2 separate regions of the Zea mays genome follow, and region 2 is linked to region 1. The links are chromatin contacts, called in public Hi-C maps. All regions are on one chromosome and are shown on one strand. Each heading gives the region's core, a stretch centred on a gene start, on an enhancer-like site or on the middle of the called end of the contact. The rest is flanking DNA. Distances are from core to core; before and after follow the strand shown.

Evidence for each region. A called contact is a pair of places that touch in the nucleus more often than the background predicts.
Region 2: a contact with region 1 is called in a Hi-C map of tassel, with 4 times the contacts expected there. The contact joins the promoter of LOC100274350 here to the promoter of LOC100282370 in region 1. A contact is called at or near these places in 13 of 25 Hi-C or Micro-C datasets (bundle sheath, ear, endosperm and 6 more) and 2 of 3 datasets of contacts at active chromatin or transcription factors (leaf and seedling).

What each region holds. Positions count from the first base shown.
Region 1 is chr1:234,071,695-234,076,534 of Zm-B73-REFERENCE-NAM-5.0, forward strand. It overlaps LOC100282370, which reads left to right and starts at 3,150. Exons shown (of 4, transcript NM_001412106.1): 1 at 3,150-3,434; 2 at 3,532-3,585; 3 at 4,108-4,227; 4 at 4,626-4,840. The coding sequence starts at 3,399. The coding sequence ends at 4,757. It overlaps LOC100282479 (Ubiquitin-40S ribosomal protein S27a-like), which reads right to left and starts at 79. Exons shown (of 1, transcript NM_001155388.1): 1 at 1-79.
Region 2 is chr1:234,238,922-234,243,955 of Zm-B73-REFERENCE-NAM-5.0, forward strand. It overlaps LOC100274350 (CDT1a protein), which reads left to right and starts at 2,408. Exons shown (of 8, transcript NM_001148710.1): 1 at 2,408-2,713; 2 at 3,453-3,806; 3 at 3,900-4,019; 4 at 4,121-4,349; 5 at 4,447-5,034. The coding sequence starts at 3,463.

The DNA of each region.
Region 1 (4,840 bases), core at 1,900-4,399:
TTCCGCTTTCCGCGGCAGCCAGAGTCTATCGAGATCCCGGCGTGCGGCGGCGGGTTGTGCGTGTGAACTCTATTTTGATCTGTAGCCAACAGCCGTGCGGTGGATTTATAGAGGCCGGACTCTCTCTCCTGTGCGGGTATGCGACGTCCGATCAGAAAAGAACGGTCGTGATTGAGACTGGGAGATACCGACTCCAGACCCAGGAGGCCAGGACGGCGCACGAGTATGATGACACGGGCGCCGAGGTCAATCAAGATAGGCTAAGGCTATTTTCAACATAATTCTTCTGTCACCCTTTATTTTAAACTTTATTTTATAAACAATATAATTTATATTATAAAATAGTACTTTACACGATCATTTACACTGTCCTACTGAAGATAGTATAAGACTCTGCAACCATTTTTTCTAAATTTTCTCTTTATATAACACTATCTTACCACAACAACAATATTCTCTATATTACTATATCCTACAAATATATAATACAATTTTTATTTTAACTATCATAACTATCATCTCTCAATCCTTCTCGCCTTTTCTTTTCATTCAACCGCAAGAACTACTTTTTGCTCCAAGTAATGGAAAATTTTAAATTTTAATTATTTTCAAGGTCAAATAAATAATATTATTAACAAAAATACAACACTGTATAGAGCCTTGTTGTTTCCATAATACTCTATATAGTATTATAGAAAATTTGAACCATACAAACTTGTTGTTTCCATAGGAAATTTGAGGCTCTATAGGAAATTTGTTCTGGAAATTTCTATGCTCCAATATATGACTTTCTATAGTACTATATAGAGCCTCAAATTTCCAGATTCAAGGACGTAGAAAATCATGTGAATAAACATGCGGCTAAACATTTTAATGTTTATATGGTTCCAGAACACCAAGTTTGTACACTGAAATTAAACAATAACCATATAGCATTTTCATAGCACAAATAGAAACAACCACTACACAATTCGTACAAGCGAAGAGAATCAACGCCATATTCTGAAACAACATCATCAGGTTCGATGCCATTCCCTTGACTTTTACTCATCTGGTAGGCACGATCATTCAGTCAACTGTTTGGATCATCCTTCAGAACATAATGATCTTCAACTTTTGTAACATTGCAAAGAAAAAGTAGAAAAGAATCAAACTACAAACTTTTATTGCACGAATTGGTACTGAACACAAGTGCCAGACGTAGACCTTGTCTGCAACTACTTTTTCTTGGTATTTTAGCTGAGGCTGCAGAAACCCATCTTACCTTCATTGTCTCTATACGCAGTATACTCAAATATATTACAACATTCATTAGCAACAATAAAATCATTCATGAACATTTACAAATCTGGTAGAAACTTGTGGCTTCTACTTCTCCTAGTATCAATCCTCGATTTATCAGGCACTTGAAGGCCTCTTTAGTGGAGACCACACCCATGTCAAGAACCTATAAAACATCACTTAGTTAGAATTAAGGCTAGACAACAGTGTATGATACAACAAGGGAGAACACCACTGAAATACAGATATTAACCATCCCCATATTTTCTAAGAGCAACGAATTTTGGCTAACAGGACCTGAATTTGAGATGTATATTGTATAGCTTTAAAAATAGCCAATTTAGGAGTTCATGATATTAACCAAAACTTCAAGCACCAAAAATACTACTCATCATAAACCAGCAAAATTAATAGTACAAAAACTCAACCACGTAGCATAGCCCTTATTAGAGTTGACACATGAAACAAGGATGCTAAAAGTTCCCTATGTCTGGGAACCGGATCTAGATGTCGTCTAAAGGTGGGTGAATAGGCGAATAAAAAATATCACCAAAATCTTGGAACTCTTATGCTACTCGAAAACTGATCGCAGCGGAAGGAAGACCACATCGAGTAGGTCACCGCGGAATCGAGGTCCCTGTCTCGAAGTAACCTGCACTTCAAGAACAATTTATACCACAGATAAGTAGTGAAGCGTAAATAGTAAAGCAATCAAAGTAGAGAGACAGAGAATAACACAACACAGAGCACACATTAGATACAAGGATTTATCTCGTGGTTCGACCAAGCCTAAAATGCTTGCCTACATCCACGTTGGAGTTAGCCAAATCTTGCCTTGGAGTATGTCACTCCATCCTTCGGTTACTCAGATATGTCAAGGTGACAGACAAAGCCTTCTACTATGTCAATGTCGAGTTACACAGAGACGAGGCTGTCACAGACGTCGGCAACTCTCCGATTGAGTAACAGTATGCTCAAGATCTTGCTCTAACTGCAGTAGCACTACTCTACTCTTTCTTAGCTTATAACTGCGCCAACACACAAGCTAGAGAGAAATACACAAGAGATGGAGACATAATTGATTTGCAATATGTCTACACTTGTATGTTGCACTTGGGTGGCTTGGACATCTCAATATGGGTGCCTAAGGGGTCTTTTTATAGCTCCAAATGAGCCATAGCTGTTGCCCCTTGCCCCCTTCCTTGTAGAAAATCCTGAAAACTGCACTGTTCGCGGGGGTATCGGACCTGGTCCACGTGCCCCTAGTCCGGGATCTGATCTGATGGGCACCGGACCATTCCGGTGACGTCAACTAGACGTTGGTTCCAGCGCCCGTTGAAGAGAGCCGTTAGAAGCGGTGCAATGTACCACCAGACCAACATTATTCATGGTCCGGTGCACCTAGCCGCTAGTTGGGCCCACTACACAGTCGGTCCGATGAGCCACCAGATTACTACTGTTCACGGTCCGGTGCGTTCAGACATGCCGCAGTGAGGCTCTTTTCTCCAATTCTTCTCCAATAGATCTCAACTCATGGTAGGACTTTCCTATGACTTAGACACACATAGTTAGAGAGTAATCCAATTGACTAAGTCTCAGGAGCTTACCTCTTTCTTAATCTTTCTCTAGCTTTTCTGTTTCTCCTCAAATGGAGCCCAGAATGACACATTGTCTTTTTCATTGTTTGCCCTTTTTGGCCAGTTTGAGGTTGATGTTAGACTCCAAAACTTTAAGTCTCTATGACTTGATCATTATTACTATCTATGAGCTCCAACATCCTACAACAGTCATATGTTTTTTATAGCAATCTGGAAACTTCATTTAACCTTCGCACAGCATTAAAACTTTAAACATGACACGGGCCTATCAGCCATCGTTTGGCCTATCTAGCGCACGAGTCGGAGCAGGCCGAGCAGCGCACGGCACGGCACGGCACCGAGCCCGACCCGGGACGATGAAACCGACCTCAACCAAACAGGCACGTCGCGGTGGGATCGCACAGGACAACGAGACGTCTGACGGCGTGAGGCTGAGACCAAAGGAGAACAGAGACGGAGAGGAGCGCGGCGGCCCGGGCGCCGGAGCCTGGAGGGTAGGGGAAGAGAAGAGAAGAGGCGATGGCGTCAATCGGGTCCTCCAACATCGGATTCCAGGTACTTGCGTCGCCCCATGTCCCGCATGACGGCTGGTAGTTTCCTGATTGGGCACCCTGCTGCTTAGGGTTTGATTCGTTTCTTGAACCTGTTTCAGCTGCTGAAGAAGTCTGGTTGGAAGGAGGGCACTGGCCTTGGAGCGCAGGAGCAGGTCTGTGTCTGGATCCTTGCCTAGTCCGCGTCACAGTTCCATATTTCCATTTTCCCCAAAATTTAACGTCGACGGATTCTAGTGGTATTTGCTGTCACTCCGTGCGGTTTCAGCGTTATTGCGTTCCTGCACACTAATCGCGAAATAGGCTGTCTGAATTTTATGGGCTTTTGACAGACCAGTTCAGAGGGCAAATGGCATGGAGAAATAACTGTTATTTGTGCTCGCTGATCACATGGATTTTTGTAATTTACTAATTTATTTGTTCTTCTCCATAGATTATACTCCAAATGTTTAGAATGGTCCTGTTATCCTGTGTTAGCTTAGTAGTAGTGTAGTTTACGCTGATTCAGTTATCTTTCTCATCGATGGGTTTGATCAAGAGTTGCTGTTTGGCGATCTTAGTTAAGATAAGAAATTTATGGTTATGTGGCACTTGATCAAGCCAGTGCACAGTTTAGATCTGCACTGTTCTTCTGTAAGTTATTGCTTACTCACTAGCCTCAATTGTTTGTGGAACAGGGAAGGTTGGAACCTGTAGAGACTCGTGTTAAGAATAACAAGCGTGGTATAGGTTCTAAAGAACCAAAACCACAACCTAAGGTTGAGGATGACATTGAAACACATCCTCAAAAGCCCAAGGTGAGCTAATGACGTGATTGTTTCGATACATTTGTTTTTTTTACTGCAGTACAGATGATACATTTGTTTTTTACTGCAGTACAGAACTACAGATGTTGTTCCACTTTTCTTGTTAATCTTGACTTGGTTTTTGTGGTAGTCTACCATACTGCTGGCTTCTTTGATTATTTGACTTACTGAATTCTATTGTGTAACTTACAACGGCTACTTTTTTTACAGACACCTACACCCTCCTTGCATTGCCTTGTCCAATATTTGCATGATTTAGTAAATATAATAGACAGTACTGTTTCTTTGTTTATTAAGCGTTCATATACCTTAAACTGTCTACTTTTAGTCATCACCTTGCCTGAATCGGGTTCTAACTTACTGTTACATACATGTCACTGTTGCAGCAGGAAATGCAATCAAAGAAAAGGGCAAAATTAGCTGCAAAGAGGATAAGAAAACTGCAAGAAGAGGAGAAGCGCTTGAAAGAGAAGGAATTCGAGATGGCTTTTTTCAGGGAATTTTGGCCTGATAATGTGTAAGGCAGAAACTTCAACACTTGACAATGTAGCTGCTGACTTTGCCTGATATAGTGGATGTATAGGCTTGCAAAACGCTTGGCCTA
Region 2 (5,034 bases), core at 1,158-3,657, 170 kb after region 1:
TGTTTGTACTGTTGGTTTTGAGACTTGTGTGTGTTGCTTTTCCCTCCCTTACATCCGTGCTTCTTTGAGATCATCATTTGTAAGGGCGAGAGGCTCCAAGTTGTGGAGATTCCTCGCAAACGGGATATAGTGAAAGAAAGGAAAACACCGTGGTATTCAAGTGTATCTTTGGATCACTTGAAAGGGGTTGAGTGCAACCCTCGTCCATTGGGACGCCACAACGTGGAGTAGGCAAGTGTTGTACTTGGCCGAACCACGGGATAAACCATCGTGTCTCTTGTGCTTGTTCTCCTGTGACTATTGTGTTTCACAAGAGCTCGGTCCTTAGCCACTTGATTTCTTTGTGCTAACACTTAATCAAGTTTTGTGGCTTTAAGTTTTAAGTTTTTACAGGATCACCTATTCACCCCCCTCTAGGTGTTCTCAGAGAGCACATTTCTGACTCGCCCGAGGCCACCCCCGGATGGGAGACACAGTCACGACTCGCCCGAGGCCAACGCCGGGTAGGAGACGCACTCACGGCTCGCCCAAGGCAATCCCCGGATGGGAGATGCACTCATGACTCGCCCGAGGCCAACCACGACGGGAGACGCAGTAACGGCTCGCTCGAGGCCAACCTATACAACCATCACATTTTTGGCTCGCTCGAGGCCACCCCCCTCGGGGGGAGATGCAATCACGACTTGGCCGAGGCTAACCCCGGGCGGGAGACACAATCATGACGCGCCCGAGGTTTAGTCACGACTCGCTCGAGGCCAACCCCGTGCAGGAGACCCAGTCATGACTCGCCCGAGGCCAACCTCGGGCAGGAGACGCATTCACGACTCACCCGAGGCTAACCCTGGGTGGGAGACACACTCACGACCCGCCCGAGGCCAACCTCGGGCGGGAGACACAATCATGGCTCGCTCAAGGACAAAACTGGACAAGAAGAGCATTTCCGACTCTCCCGAGGGCATCTTAGGCAATGCTCCGGAAGGTGCCAAACTCTGCCGACCAACTCCACCGACCAACTCTTGAAGGAGGACCGACTGACCAACTCTCCGCCGACCAAGGTCCAAAGGCGGACCTGCTGACCAATTCTCCACCGATGAACTTGCCCATGGCCACCCCAGGTGGGAGACGCAGTCATGACTCACCCAAGGCCAACACCAGGCAGGAGACGCAGTCACGACTCGCTCGAGGCCAATCTCGGGCGGGAGATCCACTCACGATTCACCCAAGGCCAATCCCGGGCGGGATACGTAGTCCCGACTCGCCTAAGGCCAACCTCTGGTGGGAGCGCAACGATGGCTCGCCCGAGGCCAACCCCGGACAAGCATCACATTTCTGACTCGCCCGAGGCCAACCTCAGGCGGGAACACAGTCATGGCTCGCCTGAGGCCAAAAACTGGACAAGCAGCGCATTTCCGACTCGCTCGAGGGCATCTCGGGTGATGCTTCGGAAGGTGCCTAACTCCGTCGACCAACTCTCCATGGTGCCTAACTCCCGAGGCCAACACTGGGCGGGAGACGCAGCCACGACTCGCTCGAGGCCAATCTCGTGCGGGAGATCCAGTCACGACTCGCCCGAGGCCAACCCCGGGTGGGAGACGCAGTCACAGCTCGCTCGAGGCCAACCCCAGACAAGCAGCACATTTCTGACTCGCCTGAGGCCACCCCCGAACGGGAGACGCAGTCACGACTCCCCTGAGGCCAAACCTAGGCGGGAGACGCAGTCACGGCTCGCCTGAGGCCAACCCTGAGTGGGAGATGCAATCACAGCTCGTCCGAGGCCCACCCCGAACAACCATCACATTTTTGGACTCGTCCGAGGCCAACCCCGAGCGGGAGACGCAGTCATGAATCGTCCGAGGCTAACCCCGGGCGGGAGATCCAGTCACGACTCGCTCGAGGCCATCCTCGGGCGAGATACGCAGTCACGGCTCGCCCGTGGTCAACCCCGGACAAGCAGTGCATTTCCGACTTGCCTGTGGGCATCTCGGGTGATGCTCTGAAAGGTGTCCAACTCCGTCGACTAACTTTGCAAGGCTCTACAGAGGCTGACCAACGTATTGTTAGCATGAGCTCTCTCAAACATTGTCTAGAACTACAATATTGATTATAAATGACTTGTTCATTTTCCTGCAATCGTTGTGTACTAATATCTTAACGAATAATTTATGTTCTGTTGTAACATACGTGCACCATACTACTACCTCTGTTCTCGAATATTTATCGTCCCCTAATTTATTTTTAAATTAAACTAGGACAATTAAAGAAGAGAGTACCGTACTACGTATATACGAACCCGTTTTAGTCGTCAATGTGAGCACCAAACACACCGAAAATGCAATTCTACAGTTCCTAATCTGGCATGAGTATATGATCCCTACTCCCTAGTCTGTATGAACAGGAAATGTTTGTTGGAGAGGGCAGGGAAAACATCTAGGTCATAGGTTTCCGAACGGGTTGGCTTTGATGGAGCAATAGAACAAGTGGGCTGAAAGCTTGAAGTAATGAACGGCTCGAGTTGTGCAGCTTTGCCCCGCATTTTTTTTTGAAAAGTGCAGCGTTCCTCCGTTTCGCTTCTCCCGCTCCCTTCCGCAACGGCGTACTCCCTCCGCCGCCCGCCGACCGCCGACTCCCGCCGCAAAATCCTGCGTCAGAAGCGCCGATTCTCGGACGTCCTCCGGATCTGAGACACCGAGCGCACTACGAGCTGTAGCTGTAGGTAAACTTTCAGGATCTGGTCTTCTGTTTGCTTGTGCTTTAGGAATTTTACGGTGCTTTCCTTGTGCCACTCTCCCGCGCGCTCTCCGGCGGAGTGTTCGTTTCGCCTCCGCATTCACAAGGCGTTGGTTTGAGTTGCGGTGGTTTGTTTTGTCAGCTGTTGTGTACTTGTGTTGTGCTATGTGGTGGGTTAATGTCTAGGGTTCGGCGTAATTTGTGAGCAGTTCACTCAATTTTTTTAGTTACTGCGCTAGATGTCTCCACCCGATTTCTGTATTAACTTTTACGGAGTGATAGCTAGAATTTCACATTCTTTTAGCGAACTCCATATTAGATTGTAGGCATCTCGGTTCACCGTTTTATTTTATTGAGGCTCCCTTCATAGAGTTTTAGACACCTCACATTCTTGCCACAAAATTCTGGTGGATGTATACCCCCTGGTTTTTTATTTTGCACGGATTGATCCTAATTCATGTATATTTTTACGAGTAGAGAATTTGTGATTTTTTTGGTAAATAGTTTATACTGGAGTGATTGTGATTAGATGGTTGTGAAGTGCCTTGGTGGTGTTACTAGGGAATAGAGGTCTGACCAGACGAGTATGACCATAGAAGTCGATGTTTGCTACTCTTTGATAACGTTGTACCGTGCTACTGTCTGCAGTTCACCCATGTACTTCTATGAATATTGTTTGATTTTGTTTAGAGTATATTACTTATGATCCCATTATTGTAGTGCAGTGACCTAAAAATGAGTGAGGGGGATGCTACTCAGCTTGCCCTTGAGAAAGGATTACCGCAAGTGTCTAATGATGATGGTTCGAGTAGTCCTGCAACTATGCACAAGTTGAAAGTTGACACAGAAGATGCTGGAAGCAAAATTGAATCACCCACTCCAGAGAAGCTTGAATCTAGAAGCAAAGGGGTTGTTGTGAGTTCGTTGGCAAGGAATTTACTTGCAGAGAGGTACAAAGATAGATTTGCAAATCAGTTCCTGGAAGATGAGGGTGACATAGATGATGAAGACTATAATGACAGTATTTCGCCAGGCATGAGCCGATCTCAGAGATCAAGAAGCATTGAACTTCTGGAGAAGTGATCCATTTTTATTTTCATCTCAATATCTCATGTATATGTGTGCTTCCTAACCATGATTATTCACCTTGTCTTTCCTGTTCACAATGTCAGGCACAAGGATTTACTGAATCTTTTTAATAGAATGGAGAGTTCTATAAGGTTGCTACGCTTACGGAAGAGGATGGCTACATTTAATAATATTGCCACCCAGGTGGAAATACTCGCAAAAAGGTAATAACTACGGGAGAAATATCTGTGTTTGACAAAAGTTTCTCTGTGGAATATTTTTTATCTGTTTGTTACAGTTGGGTGATAATATTTCTGCATTGCAGGAAGTTATCGTACTGTCATTTGGCCCAAATGAAGTATTTGTTTCCAGAAGCAATCCAGATTAAGAGGGTACTTCTACATGACGAGAAAAGCCTATGCATGTATGCTGATATGGAAATCATACTTGTAATGGATGTTGTGGAATACACAAGTACTGATCACTCTCCATCCATGACAATTTGCGATGCTTTTTACTCGAAGCTTTTGACATTTTTGGATGCTCATCATAAGGTACTAAATTTAATTGGTCTTTATTGGGTAGTTGTTCATTAGTAGTTCTTCACTGTTTATTCACTCAGTATTCTAGTCACAATTGCTATTTATGCAGGGTACAGACATTCCAGAGGCAATCTTACCAGAACCCTTTAACTTGAGGTCAAGGGGCCAGTTAAATCTTGAGGCATCACATAATGGACATGCTGCTGAGCCACATCTGCAAGGCACCACTAAGGATGGATTCTCAAATGCTTCCCACTTCCCACAATCTTTTCGAAAGCTAATGTCCCAGAAAGTCATTACTGATGGAGCTGAAAGGACTCAATTGCTACTTGATCCAACAAAACTGAGCTCTGTGAGTGCTTATGATACAGAAGGAACAAACAGAAGCCCTAAAAAGCAAGACAAACATGCTTCAGTTACAGTGAACTCTGAAATTTCTGCTACTCCAAGCCGTCATTTGATCTCTCGTTGTCAAGAGGGTACGCCAAAACAAGAGACCTTAGAATCACCACTGTTGGCTCAAACACCAGCAACTCAGACACCCAAAAGGCAATTGCCCACTCCACTTGAGAAACTTGAGGCCACATGTGGACACATTTCTGAACCACGTTCAGCTAGTTCTGCCCGCAGATCACTAAATACATCTTTAAAATTTGAAGGGGGAAGCCCTTCTTATCATGATAGAATGGAACATGTG